Linked DNA regions of Mus musculus: all the other regions are linked to region 1. The links are chromatin contacts, called in public Hi-C and Micro-C maps. All regions are on one chromosome and are shown on one strand. Each heading gives the region's core, a stretch centred on a gene start, on an enhancer-like site or on the middle of the called end of the contact. The rest is flanking DNA. Distances are from core to core; before and after follow the strand shown.

Region 1 (4,897 bases), core at 1,449-3,948:
ATTTTCATTGTGCTTTTTAAAATTCTGCCTCTCCACCCATAACCATGGTAAAACTAAATCTCTCTCTTATCCCTCCCCCTTTCTTCTATTATTTTCACTTTATTTTTGAACTGTTTATTTGAAGCTATGGTCACACATATACACAGAAGATGAGGGCTTGTGATGCACATTTATAGATATGCTATACAAAGTTTTGTCTTGGTGACTGTCAGCAATGCCTTGAAACTGTGTGGGGGAGCAGAGCTCACTCTTGAGAACTCAGCTCTGCAGGAGGACAGGAAATGGTCTATTGAGAAACTGGTGACGTGAAAACGCTGAAATCCATCTTCAGCCTCGGTTCTGGTTTAGTTTGATTGGGAAACAGCAGCATTTATAAAAGCTGAATGGCTTCTTCTTCTATCCCTGTGGTCGCTGCTGTGATTTCTAGGTGAAGATTCAGGCTGCTAGTATAGCCCTTTGATTAGCTGGTTACTCAAAAGGGCTGCTCGTGCCTGTCTCTTAGCTGTGTGCCTTGGGTGGTCGTACAGGTGCAGAACTAGAGAAAATAGAAGGACTGGGTTTGAGATGTCCTGATAAAAGCCTTCACGAAAGGGACTTATATGTTAATATTTAACAAATGTGCATGGGCACTGGGCTGAAGTGGGAGCAGCTTTCTGGAAAGATGTTTATCAAATGTTTATTAAACCTACACGCCTTTCTGGTGTGTGTGTGTGTGTGTGTGTGTGTGTGTGTGTGTGTGTGTGTGTGTGTGATTCCTCAGGACCCATCCAGTCTAGTTTTTGAGATACAGTCTCTCACTGGGACCTGGGGCTTGACAATTAGGCCAGGCTGGATGGACAGTAGACCCCAAGGATCTGTCTCTCAGCCTTTGAAGTACTGGGAGTGCCAAGTGCACATCACCACCCTCAGTGATTTTTTCACTTTTCTGTAAGCTCTGATGATCATACTTAGGCCTGCATGCTTGTAGAACTAGCACTTTTCACCTCAAAGTCATAGCCTTTAAAATGGGCCTAAAAACCCCTCCAAACACACACACACACACGCACGCACGCACGCACGCACACAGACAATCACGTCAAAACAAAAGAGGTGGGAATTTCTCTGGAAAGAATGGCTGAAATTGGGGCAGAAGGACCCCCACAACGACATAGAGCTTACTAACGTTAGCTGCACATGTGCAGACCCAGTGTGAATCTTTTTCCAAAGCACATTGTGTTTACCAATGAAGCATGCATGCATTTTCATGCTTAGGTTTTAAAGAAAGATAAGCAAATTGGGAGAGAACCAAGAATGTGTTTGAGATCTTAAGAAGAAGTGATCACACACACAAAACAAATCAATAATTTAGGGATATATCTATTGGGCTAATTGAGAAGCAAGTATAGGAAAATATATGCTTGTAATCTGTCCTTGGGTAGTCGATATACTAACTCTTAGAGTGGTTATAAAAATATACACTCTGATTACATTTGGAATTAAATTTAAAATGTCTTTACTGGGTTGTGTCAATTGAAATTATATCAAAACCCTGTCTCGAAAAAAAAAAAAAAAAAAAGAAAGAAAGAAAGAAAGAAAGAAAGAAAGAAAGAAATAAATTATATCAAAAATGTTGGCAACCAGAGAGCAGAGGCAGAGAGGCTCAAGGGCGAGTTCTGGCTGCAGAGAACTTGTTTTTACCCTTGAGGGCTGGGCATAGAGTGATTAATCATCATAGGATATCAGATATATCCCCTGTCTCATTCAATAAGAAAGAGGCCAATAGTCGAGAAAGAGATGGGGTGGAGAAAGGGTGGTATGGATGGATCAGGAACTTATTATTGCGTATGTTTCCTCAGTGTTTTGTCAAGAGCACCCAGTGCTCACCAATTCTACAGTCTACTCTTCTGACTCCATTGCACCGTTCAATCCATCTGAAGAATAGTAGTCTATGAGTTTTGACATAGATTGTGTGACACAAACACACCCAGGTACAATGTATACTGTCAACTATGCCTTTTCCTAAGTAATTCCTGCTCCTACCACACTCTCAGAGGCAATCTACAGCTATTCCTGTGAGAGTGGGTAAGCATGTTTGTGTCTTACCATTGGTTAATTTTGCCTGTCTAGGCATTTCATGTTATAATCATAAAACATGCACTCTCCTGTAGAAAAAGTTCCCTTCACTTGGCTTAGTATTTTTGAGATGTCTGATTTTGAAAAGTTGAAAAAATATCCCTTAGTCTTTGGCGATTCTTGGGTTAGCATCAGGAATGCTGGGTAATGGTGGCGCGCCTTTAAACCCAGCACTCAGGGGGCAGAGGCAGGTGGATCTCTGAGTTCAAAGTCAGCCTGGTCTACAGAGTGAGTTCCAGGACAGTCAGGGCAATACAGAACCCTGTCTCCAAAATCCAAAAATCAATCAGTCAGTCAGTCAGTCAGTCAGTCAGTCAGTCTGCCTGCCTCCTGCCTGCCTACCTGCCTATCTATTTTTTTTTTTAAACTGAAGTGGTGAGGGTAATGGGGAGAGGAGAGGAAGTGGATCCTAAGTATAGAAACTCGGGCCTCTTAATTTTCTGATGCAAAACTGAGGACTGGTTCTTGTCAAGGTCATGCAGGTTGAGCTGAAACTGGAACCCAGATCTCCTGACCCACTCTTGGAACAGTGAGCCAGGCAGCTGAGCGAGGTGGTTGTTTTGAGCCGATGCCATGTGAGACTAGAGAGTTTCGACAGAGCTTTGCTTAGAGGATGTGAAACTACACTAACCTCATGTGACAAGAGAACCTTGGAGGCCTTGGTGTGGGGCCAGGAGAGGAAGTCTGCATGGCTTCTGGTTACCAACTCCACCTCTGAACCCACTGGCCTGGGGTGACTTATGGCGAACCTTCTCATTTGCAATAAAACCAGACATGGGGCAGGGAAAGCTTTTCTACGGCAGCGTGCAGAAGGCAGGGCACTGCTAAAAAAAGGTAGGTGGGCGTGGCCTCTAAAAGGCACCTTCAGCCACATGCGTGCTCCTCCCAGAGCAGGGGGATCTGGAGCTGCAAACAAATCCCTAGGGAGGGAGAGATGCTGTGGTTACAGACACAGCCTTTGTGTCTTGTATGCATGTTCCAATTCAGCCCCAGATGACAATGACCTGGTAGTTCCTGCCTGCCAGCTGTTGGCTGGCCTCTGTGAAAGTCCCCAATGTTTGGGCCAATGCCTCGTGGGCAGGTATCCATATCATGAGGCCAACTGGCACTGTTGGCACCTTTGTTGGTCAAATGAGCACAGTGACTTGGGACAGAGGTGGCTGATCCACCCTCCCTACCAGCTGGCTGGTGGGAGCCTGTGGGCAGGTGCCCTGGGGAGAAAAGGGTTCCAGTTGCCATGGTAACTGTTCAAAAAAGGAGGTTCCCTCCTCAAGGCCAGTTTGGTGTCTTTTCTGCAGGGGAAGAAATGGATCTGTGGCAGCCAGGCCGGCCGTGTATATCAATTCGTGCCTCATCTGTTTGGAATCTTTACTTCTAATTGGACCTATTATTAGTGTCTGGGAGAGAATCTGAGGGCTGGTGGATCTGTTGAGAGATGTCATTATAGCAAAGACTAGGTCACCAGAGAAGTCCCAGAAGAATCATTCCCGTGTATACCAAGCAGAGCTGGACAAAGAATTCCAAAGGCTTTTTTTTTTTTTTTTTTTTTTTTTAAAGGCAGACTTGCAGGTTGGACGAGTTCTCTGGGCTATTCCGGGATATGGAGATTAGCACTGACTGAGGCCTTCACCCTAGATGTCCTTTGGCCAAACTGTCCTGGGCACAGGGGTGAAGGGACCCTGGTCAGCTTGCTGGGCCTGGCTAGTTTCCCACAGTGAATGCATTGTAAAGAACCAAGCATTCTCGTCGATGCTGTCTCTTCTGTAAAGGTTTCACGTATGCCTTTACCTTGGACGGACGTTTCTGGCTTTGATCAGAAAGTCCAACTCCTTCATCTTACTACTTCTGCATCTCGCTTCTGATGAAAGCCATCCTCACGCAGGTCACTGGGTTGAGGGTCAGTGATTTTTCCCACTCAGCCTTTCTTCTGTGTGTTGGTATAAAGATCCTCTGTTCCAGGCTTTGAGATGATTGGGAGAAATACTAGCACTGTGTGAGTGCAGGAGCTTCTGAGCCCCTTCCTGGGGCAGGGCGTGGATTGTGCTCTGTTCTGCCTACTGATAGCTAGTCAGAATCATTTAGATGGGCTGGTAGGTACCTAGGATTAGGAAATATGACTTATTCTGGCTAAACCTGAACACCTTGCCTGCAAGTGTGGCCGTGGTGGACACAGCCATCAATTGTCTAACGTAGCAAGTGAGACTAGAACAGATCTTCCTGCTGCTGCTTGCCAGCTGGTTCTGGTTCTGGAGACCGAATTACACACACACACACACACACACACACACACACACACACACACACACACACACAGTTCTCACTATATTTTCCCAGTAACGGATTGAACTTGCAAAGTGTTGTCCTGTGTCCTACTGCTAAGCAAATATTTAGAATTTGTCTTCTGAGCTGGGACACTGGGGATGCAGAGAGAGACGGGGCATCATCATCTGCTATCCCAGAGGCCCTCACAAGGGAGAGACGGCAAGGAAAAGGTCCTCACAACTGTCCCGAGTTCCTTCAATGATGGACAATGATATAGAAGCACGAGTTGAATAAACCCTTTTATCCCCAAGTTGCTTTTGGTCATGGTATTCCATCAAAGCAACAGAAACCCTAACTAACACACTTTCCTGGCATGCTCGAGGCCACAGGATCTATCTCCAGCACAGACTGCATAGAGCAGCCATGGTGGCACACAACCATAATCCCAATACATGCAAGATAGAAACAGGATGATCAGAAGAAGTTCCAGGTCATGGCAAGTTCACAAAGCAAGTTCAAGGCT
Region 2 (4,897 bases), core at 818-3,317, 200 kb after region 1:
CTGTTAGAGGGGACCTTGGTTTGTGTGAGCCAGAAAGCAGCCACCCAGAACCTGTGCGGGAATGAATGGGAAGGAGGCAGGGTCCGCTGTGCTCCTGAGTGCGGAAGGCAGAGCATCAGACCAGTGAGGACGGTCGGGTCTAACTCAGTTAATTCAGGATATTCGAGCCTTAGATCCAACGCAGTTACCCTTGCTAGGGTGTGAACTTACTCTAGACTTATGTCAGATTTCTTCCTTCTAATTTCTCCACTTTGAAAATGAGATTGCTGACCTTAGGCCTTCGTAATAATTGTGTTTTGAAAGCATATAACACCTGGCTTCATTACCTCGCAGCTGGAGATCTCTGCTTTGAGTTAACGACACCTTGAATCTCAGTCACATCCAACGAAGATAACATTTAGGTGCAGCTGGCTGTAGACTGAGTGCTTGGAATGAGTTAAGACTTTTGAATCAATGGGAGGAAGGGGCATGCTCCCATGCAGGAAGGACATGAATGAGGTGGGTAGATGCCAGAGTTGGAATGTTATGAACTGAGAGTTTCAGGCTCCCTACTCTTCATACGTGTGATGCGGATCTATGGTCCTTAGCATGTTACTTAGCATAGATGACATCGCAAGGGTGGGGCTTTCATGGTGTAATTGGTGCCTTTATAAGAAGAGAAAGCAAAGAAGTTCTCTCTCTCTCTCTCTCTCTCTCTCTCTCTCTCTCTCTGTGTGTGTGTCTCTCTCTCTGTCTCTCTCTGTCTGTCTCTCTATCTCTCTTTCTCTCTGTCTCTCTCTGTCTCTCTCTCTGTCTCTGTCTTTCTCTCTCTCCTATGATTTAAAGGACACAGCAAGAGGGAGCAGCCCTCTGCAATTGAGGAGGAATCCCTCACCAGGAACTGACTCCACCAGCATCCAGGTCTTAGATTCCCTGACATCCAGAATGTCTGTATTCTGTCAGTCAGAAGTATTCCAGTCTGGCAGCACAAGAGAAGTTGGTTAATAGTCTTTACTGTTTTTCAGAAGAGCAAGTGTAACCTTGTAGGGTTGCCCAACTTTTCAACATTGCAACAGACATTTGTCATCTGCGAAGTTCAGGCTAGAACACAGTTACAAAAAGAAATCACAAGAGGCATCTCTTCCTGTTTTAAGTGAGCTTGTGGCTTTGTGTTAGCCTGGATTCCTGTCTATCCTGAGGTGCGTGTGGCCCGTAGGCTGCAGGTTGGGCACACCCACGGGGAGCCTAGGGATCTAAAAAGGACTTGGACAAGGAGATTTATAATGGCATGACTTGTGACAGTGAAAAAAATAAAAATAACCCAAAGTTTTATGTCTAGAAAATAAACGCCTCTGGTCTATGAAAAACTGTGATTCCTCTAAAACAAATAAGCGCAGTCAACATTTCTTGATGTGAAAACATGTTCTGCACACATGGTAAAATAGATAAGCTAGTTGCAGCACACTTTACCAACAAATGCATGCCTTCCTGCATGTGGAAACATAAATGCATATAAACACCTATACTTTCCACACTCATACACAAGTCACACATACACATACTTACCTATGAATGTATATAGTTAAGGACAGTATATACATTCTGGAATGATGCACAGTCAATGCACAATAAGGTTACTCAGAAAGGGACAGTGTAGGATTGGGCAATAGGCAGAGTTTTTCCTACCTGTACTGTTTCAATTACCAATGAGAATCTATTACTTACGCAATTAAAAACACTACAATGAGTTGTGAGGACTGTGGTTGAAATAAAAGGAAAGGAACGTTCCACCAGGATTTGTTTTTCTCTTTAAGTCTTCTCTTTGACTCAGTTTCACTAGACATGGAGACTTAGAAATAGAGATGGAAAAAGGTCCTTGTCTGTCTCCTGTCACGGAGTGGGCGTGCTGGAAGGACACGGTGTGTCTGGGGTGCGTTTCAGAGCGTACGCTGATGCTCATTCATGCGGAGGCGCTGACTTTTGCCCATAAAAGGAGGAATTAGAACATCAGAGCCAGATTGTTCCCATTTTCAAACAGCCCCAAAATGTCAACATTGACTGTCAATCACTTGTTCTCCATTCTCTCACAAACACTCCCTGGAAGCCAGGCCAGTCACAGAACACAGATGCGGGCAGGAAGTGTTTTGACAACACTGGCTACGCCTGTGATTAGGAGTCAGGATAGCGTAAAAATGATTAATATGCTCCTGAAAGAACAGGGAGCACACCTCCAGAGGGATAATTGCATGGGCGTCCCCGATGTGCTCACCTCCTCCCCAGACGCTGCCACACTTTCTGGCACAGGTTTCTTTTCCCCAAAACAACCCGTGGCTGAGAGTTTTCTGAAACTCCTATTTCTCTCTTTGTGAAAGGGTGTTTCTCTATAGCACAGGTTAGCCTCAAAATGGCAGTCCTCGTTGGTATCCCAAGTACTGAAAATACAGCTATTTGTCACCACACCCTGCTTGCTTCCACACACTGAAGTCCAAACTTAGGACCCTGTGCTTCTTAGACAAGCACTCCACCATGGAAGTGGATCTCCAACATCCACCTGCTCTCCTTTCTGGAGACCCAGTCTTAAGTGTCTCCATGATGCCCATCCTAATGATTCTGCGCTCATTAGATAGACGTGAACGTCCTTGAACTTATTCCGCATTTCTCTGGAGTGCTGGTGCAGGCCACCAGGAATGGGTTATGTATTTAGTGCTAGGGAGTGAACCGAAGGCTCCCTGCATGCATGGCAAATGGTCTACTAATAGGCATATGCTTTTTATCATGGTTATGTAAGAGGTGTAGAAGGTTCTTGGAAAATGGGCAGGAAGGTTGAAAGGTGTCAGAAGAATGTTAAAATCCACTCTACCACCAAATACATAATTCTTAAATTAGCAATAAAGCCATCTTAGTATTATATTTTTTAAAACCAATGGCTAAGCGGTCTCTCTGTTTAACAGTACTCCACAGGATGTGGCAGCTAACATTGCACCTGCTAAATTCTCAATTTATGAAGCGGAAAGCCGTCATTTAGCTCACCGCACATGCATTAAGGTGTCCTGGGGTAACTTTAATTACAAAACCGTATAATCACCAAGCAGCTGTCTTCTTCCTAGAAATGTATTCTCGCTTCTGAGCAGCCTTAGTCCCAGGCCACACCGTCTTACCTGGTGACAAAGGAACGAACTCCAGCACTGAGTATCAGAAGCTCTGGCTCATGTCCTGGGTGTCCCTGGATATCAGGCCCCAGGAGTATGGATTCCCTGAGTGGGCTTCAAGCTGCAGGTGGGTCACACCTACACTTGGAAACCTCAGCCAGAGTTTCTCTGCTTTCATCTGTGTGATACTGGGCTTTTTGAAGAGAGTTTCAAAAAAAGGAAAATTGTTCAACTCTCTCTTTTTCAATAAATAGTCACTGCACTCCTGCTATTCAACAAACTGTTTGGGGTCCAGAGGATCCTGCAGTGACGACGACATCTCCTTTCCTCATTGTGCTTAATTGCATCATCCCTGTGACCCTGGCAACCGCCAAGGCTCCGTATTGGACTCCACATTCTGTATCTCCAAGACTCATGGAGCAGGTATCCTGAGCATGCTCAGAGAACTTCTTGTCCATAGAGTGAATTGTCCAGTTGTAACTGTGACAGAGCAGAATGACCATCAGAGAGCTTCCAAGGGGGTGTGTTTTATGGGTGAATCTCAGAGTTCATAGTTTGACCCAGTCACTTCCTACTCAGTGGCCAGCTAAACCTCACTCCATACTCTATGTCTGATTTTTGTTTGTTTGATTGTTGCTCTGCTCTAACAAGGTAGTGGAGAATAGTCTGCGGATGTAGCTCAGCGGCAGTGTGGGCCTCGTATGGGTTAGGCCTTGGGTTCTATTTCATTATAGCATAAGAGGAAAAGGGACAGAAAAAAAGAGCTGAGACTGGACAGCTTGTAAGGAGAAGAGAAGTGCTCCCTATAGCTCTTAGATATGGCCAGCCCAAGGTGAAGCCCTCTACGTCTGCTGAGGGCCTTTTGGCTATGTCATCTAGCAGTAAGAGGCAGAGAAGAATAGAACATATCGTGGAGGGAGGGAAGGAGGAATCTACGGAGGGAGAGAAAGACAAAGAGAGGAGAGAAAGGAAAATAGACAGACAGACAGATAGACATGATAGGTAGATAGATAGATAGATAGATAGATAGATAGATAGATAGATAGGTAGGTAGGTAGATAGATAGGAGATAGATAGATAGATAGATAGATAGATACATACATACATACATACATACATACATACATACATAGATACATAGATACATAGATACATAGATACATAGATACATAGATACATAGATACATAGATACATAGATACATAGAGACAGATAAAACACTCAGTCTCAAATACTCAAGCTTTTCAACAGTTGCCACTAAACCATTCATACACATGGAACCTTCATGAACAAGCTTCCTCCCATTCCCTCCCCAACAACTCTGTTTCCCTGGGGGGTTACATTTCTAACATGCACTTTGGGGAAACCCACTCAAACCACAGCAGTGAAACGATTTGTTTTTCATCTATAAGATGGGGTAATACCTGGCTCAGCTCATGCAGGGTTGTGGTCAGGATCAAAGCATATAGTGTTGCTCAAAGCCTCAGAGATCTGCCTGGAGCCCTGCAAGCTGAATTATGTGTTACGTGATTATTACAATGTATCCTTCCCACCTTATGTCAGGATAATCATACTTGGAAGGTCCTATCAAATGACCAAGGACAGAATTCATGACAAAGTGCCACTAGCCTGGACCTCCAAGGACCCCCTCAGTCATTGTTAGACATAATATGTTCAGACTGGTACCATAGAGCAAGGTTCAACTAATGTTTTGTGTGAACCGGCCACAGCACTTACTATATATAGACAATCAGTAAATAATTACTGCCA
Region 3 (4,897 bases), core at 778-3,277, 180 kb after region 1:
GCAGGAACAGAAAGATCCTTGGGGCTCGCTGCCCAGCCGATGAGCTCCAGGTCAGTGAGACATGCTGGGTCTAAAAAGAACCTGGCCAGGTGACTTGAGGACACCTGATTTTGACCCAGCTCATATACATAGGAAACCCTTGCACATATGCATGCATGCATGTACACACACACACACACACACACACACACACACACATACACACACACACAGAAATGCTATTGGAGTGAAGGTTGAGAATAGACACCACTGGGTTGGAGAAATGGCTCAGCCGTTAAAGGCTAGGCTTGCAACCCAAAATATAAGAGAATAGACACCACTCATGCCATAAATGGATATCAATGACTGGGCATACAGCTGCCTTTTTCCTTGCCCAACTAGGACGCAAACTCTCCAGGTAGGAGGACTTCCTGCCTGGTCAGTTCTGTCTTTCTGTACATCACTCTGACAAGGGACTCTGTGCCTGTTTCATCTCTAAGGAGTGTTTCTGTCTTAGGTCTGTCAAAGTTCCTCTGCTGTAGAGACACCCCAGAGAGGAGAACCCAGTGAGAGTCTTTGGTCTTGGTTCACAGGCTAACCTTCTGGTGACTTTTAGAAGCAACTCTTAAATCCATCTGACTCAAGTGAAGGGAGAAAACAGAATTTGGGTTTTGTCCTGTTCAAAAGTTCAATACAAGACAAAGGAGATCATGTTGCCCGTGGGAGGCAGTGATGCCGATACCTGGATGTTATTCTTGGGCTACAGAAGGGAAGGGAAGGGAGGCAGAGCTGGGATTTTCTGTCCCTGTTCTTTGAGCTCCCCATTTGTACAACTGCTCACCCACTCCTCTCCTGACTCCTTCACTTTCCCTTCTGACGAATCCCCATATGTATCTGAGCCAATGCAGGCGGCCAGGTCCTGTGGGTCAGGCCTGGGTAAGGCAGGGGGCTGGACGCATGACTCTGGGAGACAAGTGTCGGGGATCAAGAGCTTGGAAGCCTTAGGAGTTTCCTTCTAGAACAGAGCTGTGGTGCATCAGAACAAAGCAAGAATTCTAACCCAGGGGAAGTGTGGAGAGGTGAAGACAGGAACAGGCTGCGGATCCTGTGAGCTCTTCTTTGAGGGTGTATCTTTAAGTGTGGACATGTGGCCTCAATAGTTTTCATTTCCCTTTGGAAGCTGCTGAGTCTATAGGAGCTGACTGAGGCCTTTTCTTTATGTAATGTAGTTCTACCAACATCTTAGCATCATATGGTCCAGACACACACACACACACACACACACACACACACACACACACACACAGAGTCAGCAAGGAAGCTGTATGGTGGCATTAGCTATTTTTGTGCTATTATTTTTCAAGCATATTAAAGTGATATTTAATCCTACTCTGTCTTGCTTTGCTCCTTCAGGCTGGACTTAGCCTAACTTCTGTGCAGGGGAGGGAGATCTACAAATGACAGGAAGATTTATTTATTTATTTATTTATTTATTTATTTATTTATGAATCCTGTGTGCATGCATTAATGCAAAAACAATATTGGGCTTAACTAACAGGCTACTTATTCAAAAGTTCCTCTAAACTGCCCTGTGGCCATTTTGTTTAGTTATGTCCTCTGGTTTCTTGCCTCATTGCCATGCCTGTCCCTATTGCAGCTGGAAAGAGAGTTTTAAGAACACCTCGAGGTGTTTTCAGATGGAGCCAGTAAACAGCTTTAGCCGACACCTCCAGTGAGTCTCGGGGACACAAGCCAGCACAAACAGGGAGTGGGACGCTTTGCTGATCGCTCTGGGCACTGAGACCTCACGACTGGTCGGATGAGGCAGACTGCAAATCAAGCAGGGACATGCTGAGGGGCCAGGGAGGGTTCAGTCCTGTTGCTTCTTGTAGGAGCTCCCTTCACACAGAGAACAAATGCTAGAGGAGGTTGAGCCCTCTTTTTGTCAAAGCCAGGGAGGAGGAAGCTTGCCATGGCCAAGGTAGGCTGGGGTCCAGAGATACTGACTCAGCACCGCCAGGCTGCAGTCTCAGACAGCAGCAGCATTGGCTGTGCACTTACACCCTCGGCTGGGTTTGGTGTCAGGAGCTCTAACAGGCACTCCAGTGTGATCCAGTGTGTTCATTCACATGTGGATTACACCACTGAGATCAGAGTCTAAAGAACAGTGTCTTCAGTAAGAGTGTTTGTCAGTACTTTCTACTGTTGAGCCCACGGTGCCTGGTTCCAACCAATACTCTTCAGTTAAATGAGAAATGAAGTTCTTCTACAGCTACCCGGTCATCCTTAAAAAGTTACAGATGAAGTACTCAAACAGTGACTAGACCAACATTGGGACACAATAAAAGAGGCTAGGCCCAGCCACATCCCTTACTATCCCACAGTTCTGTAGATTCCCGATGGCTTTCTATGGGAAGAAATCTGCTTTTGTGCTGGTCTGGCCCTCCTAGAGGAACGAACACCTTGCATGCAGGGCTGGTCACAAGTTAATAGACAACAAGACAACCCGCAACTAGAGCAAGATTTGACATACAAATGCCTTCCTTACCTGTCTTGTCTCTTGGGTGGGACACTCAGACACATGTTCAAATATCACCCCTTAGGAATCCTCATTTTCCAGGTTCGTTTCTCTGACTTTCCTGATATTCTGGGACCCCCATCCCTACATGATGTATATTTAGTATCTGTTTCCGGTAAGTCTGAGCTAAGACACTGTGACCCTTGCTGAACTCTTCTTTGACCATGAAGACGTTAGTGTGCTCTCTGGATGGTCCTGCCTACCCCAACCCTTCCTCTGCCATGCACTGGTCCTTTTCAGTGCCTTTTTCCACCTCCACAAGAGCATGCACAGAGATGGGTCACACATGCCTGCTCCCCTCATAACTGTCCTGTGCTCATGCGCACACACACACTATGTACAGAGACCCAAGAAAGCCAAGCCACAGAGATATGGGATGTTATAGAAAGAATCTCTGATGTGTGTGAGACTTACTACTCTGTTCGACTTCCTTTAGACTTGCTCTGGCTCCCTGTGTGGAATAACGCTCAGAGGTTCTAACTGCTCGTAAAATCAGAGCTAAGCGGTGAGACCCAAGCACAGAGCTCTGTATCCTGTTGTGTAGGATCAGTATTCTCTTTCCACTTCCTCCCCAAGCAGCAAGAGGATGGAAGTGTTTTTCACGAAGACAGGAAATATCTTCCCTACTGCTTTGTGAACTGGGTGGAGTTATCTTAAGCGAGAAGAGCCATTGGGCGAGGAGAGATGTGTGGGTTGGATTTGCAATGAGCAATTAACAATAGTGTTCCGTGGCCACACCCTGCAATTTCACAAAAGGGGAAGAAAAAAACCAACTTGGCAAAATAAATCTGTACTGCCTTCTTTAAATGTGCCCTCCACTGTTACCTTCTGTAACGTGTGCTATCGTTTCTCTGCTGTAGTCACACAGGATTATGTGCCAAGAAGCAGAAAGCCTTTCCTTGGCTGGCTTTCAGCATGCACCAATTTCAGTCATGACAGTTGAGTTATTAAACAGAAGCAACACAGTTTGAATGTCAATCAGTGTGGGCTTGGAACTGAGTTACTTGTAAGAAACATGAACTCGAGACTGTTAGCTCTTCAGTACATAAATCACTTCGTACGTGTGTTGGTGACCAAACACATGGCTTCTTGCAAAGTCTCTGGATGGCAGGTCACCTTGTGTCTGTCAATGGGAATTCACAACTGGACTGCAAAGTAGGTCGTTTTGAGCCTCCTTGTCTCCTAGTGATAACTCAGGGGACATTCCACACTGCGAATCATCAGTGGAGGGAACTGGCCATCAAATTTAAAGTGAAGAATAGAAATGAGAACGCAGGAAGTGACATTCCAATCAAACGCCACTGGAGCTTACAAACGCGGCATGTTGACCTTGGTTCATTCTCAGCCTTCCCCGAGCTTGCAGAGGAACCCAGTGAAGGTGAATGAACCATACTCATAGATGCGGAAAATAATGGCAAGAGATGGCCCAGACACTCTGCTCTCCATCACCACATTAACGGAGCCCTTAATGTAATCCAGGGCAATGAAGGTTAAAACACTAGAAGTGAATCAACATTTAGACAAGAGATTGGTAATTTTCAGCATGAAGAAGATGTCTGTTCTGTATTGTGAGTTATTTGACAAAATGGAAGCGCTATCTGCTTTTTTATTCCTATACAGTGTGATGCTTTGACATCCTCAAACCCTTTTTAGGTCAGGAAAGGCTAATTTTCCAATTTTAAAATGTATTTGTTTGTTTGCCATGCTGGGACCAACCCCAAACCTCCTGTACCCTAGGCAAGGCTCTATCACTCTGCTAACCCCTGGTCCCAGCAAATTCTTACTGAGAGCAGAGCATCTAAGAGAATGTCTTTGATAAGAAAACTCGGTTCAGAACAGGATCACTTCTGACCCAGGTACTTCAGCAGACATTATTCCCAGGACTGAGTTATTCTAAGGCCAAGGTGCTGGGCAGCGAGGGACCACTTGGAGCAGAAAGAGCCTGTGGCAGCCAATCAATGTGGTGTGTCCTAAATTTAACCATTACGTTCTGCCTTTATCTCCCCAGAAATAAAGCTTGACCTAAATCTTCCTTTGCATCCTGAAATCTTCCTCCAAACTGCCAAGGCTCCCTTCCCTTGTGGGATGCCTCTCATCTCCCAGACCTGGGGCGACAGCACTTTATTTCCCAGAGCCCAGTCCTGTTACCTCTGCAGCTACACATGGCAGACATGGAGAAGACCACAATAAGAGAACACAGACCATAATACTCAAACTATTTCATTGCCAAGGAACGAAACACCTCAATTCTCACTATTATTTCTACTGTGCTGAGTTGCACCATGCTAACGTTGCAAAGCTAAGCATCTGCTCTTTCTTTTCTTCATGTTTTTATTCATT

The links. Hi-C and Micro-C count contacts between places; a contact is called where the count stands out from the background.
Region 2: a Micro-C map of macrophages shows a contact between it and region 1, with 2.7 times the contacts expected there. The contact joins two enhancer-like sites. A contact is called at or near these places in 3 of 484 Hi-C or Micro-C datasets (bone marrow-derived dendritic cells, macrophages and trophoblast stem cells) and 3 of 115 datasets of contacts at active chromatin or transcription factors (bone marrow-derived dendritic cells, embryonic stem cells and stem cell-derived neural progenitor cells).
Region 3: a Hi-C map of liver shows a contact between it and region 1, with 2.2 times the contacts expected there. The contact joins two enhancer-like sites. A contact is called at or near these places in 3 of 484 Hi-C or Micro-C datasets (CD4 T cells, granulocyte-monocyte progenitors and liver) and 2 of 115 datasets of contacts at active chromatin or transcription factors (bone marrow-derived macrophages and stem cell-derived neural progenitor cells).

Annotation. Positions count from the first base shown.
Region 1 is chr13:111,933,428-111,938,324 of GRCm38.p6, forward strand. No RefSeq gene overlaps it. Among named protein-coding and RNA genes, the nearest start is that of Gm15322, 59 kb to the right of the region's middle. Within about 2 kb of position 2,699, at least 164 of the 459 cell types and tissues checked have an H3K27ac peak or open chromatin away from gene starts, as enhancers often do. A contact at or near this core is called in bone marrow-derived macrophages, liver and macrophages, where this site is marked.
Region 2 is chr13:112,129,359-112,134,255 of GRCm38.p6, forward strand. No RefSeq gene overlaps it. Among named protein-coding and RNA genes, the nearest start is that of Gm41062, 31 kb to the left of the region's middle. Within about 2 kb of position 2,068, at least 37 of the 459 cell types and tissues checked have an H3K27ac peak or open chromatin away from gene starts, as enhancers often do. A contact at or near this core is called in macrophages, where this site is marked.
Region 3 is chr13:112,113,029-112,117,925 of GRCm38.p6, forward strand. No RefSeq gene overlaps it. Among named protein-coding and RNA genes, the nearest start is that of Gm41062, 15 kb to the left of the region's middle. Within about 2 kb of position 2,028, at least 36 of the 459 cell types and tissues checked have an H3K27ac peak or open chromatin away from gene starts, as enhancers often do. A contact at or near this core is called in bone marrow-derived macrophages and liver, where this site is marked.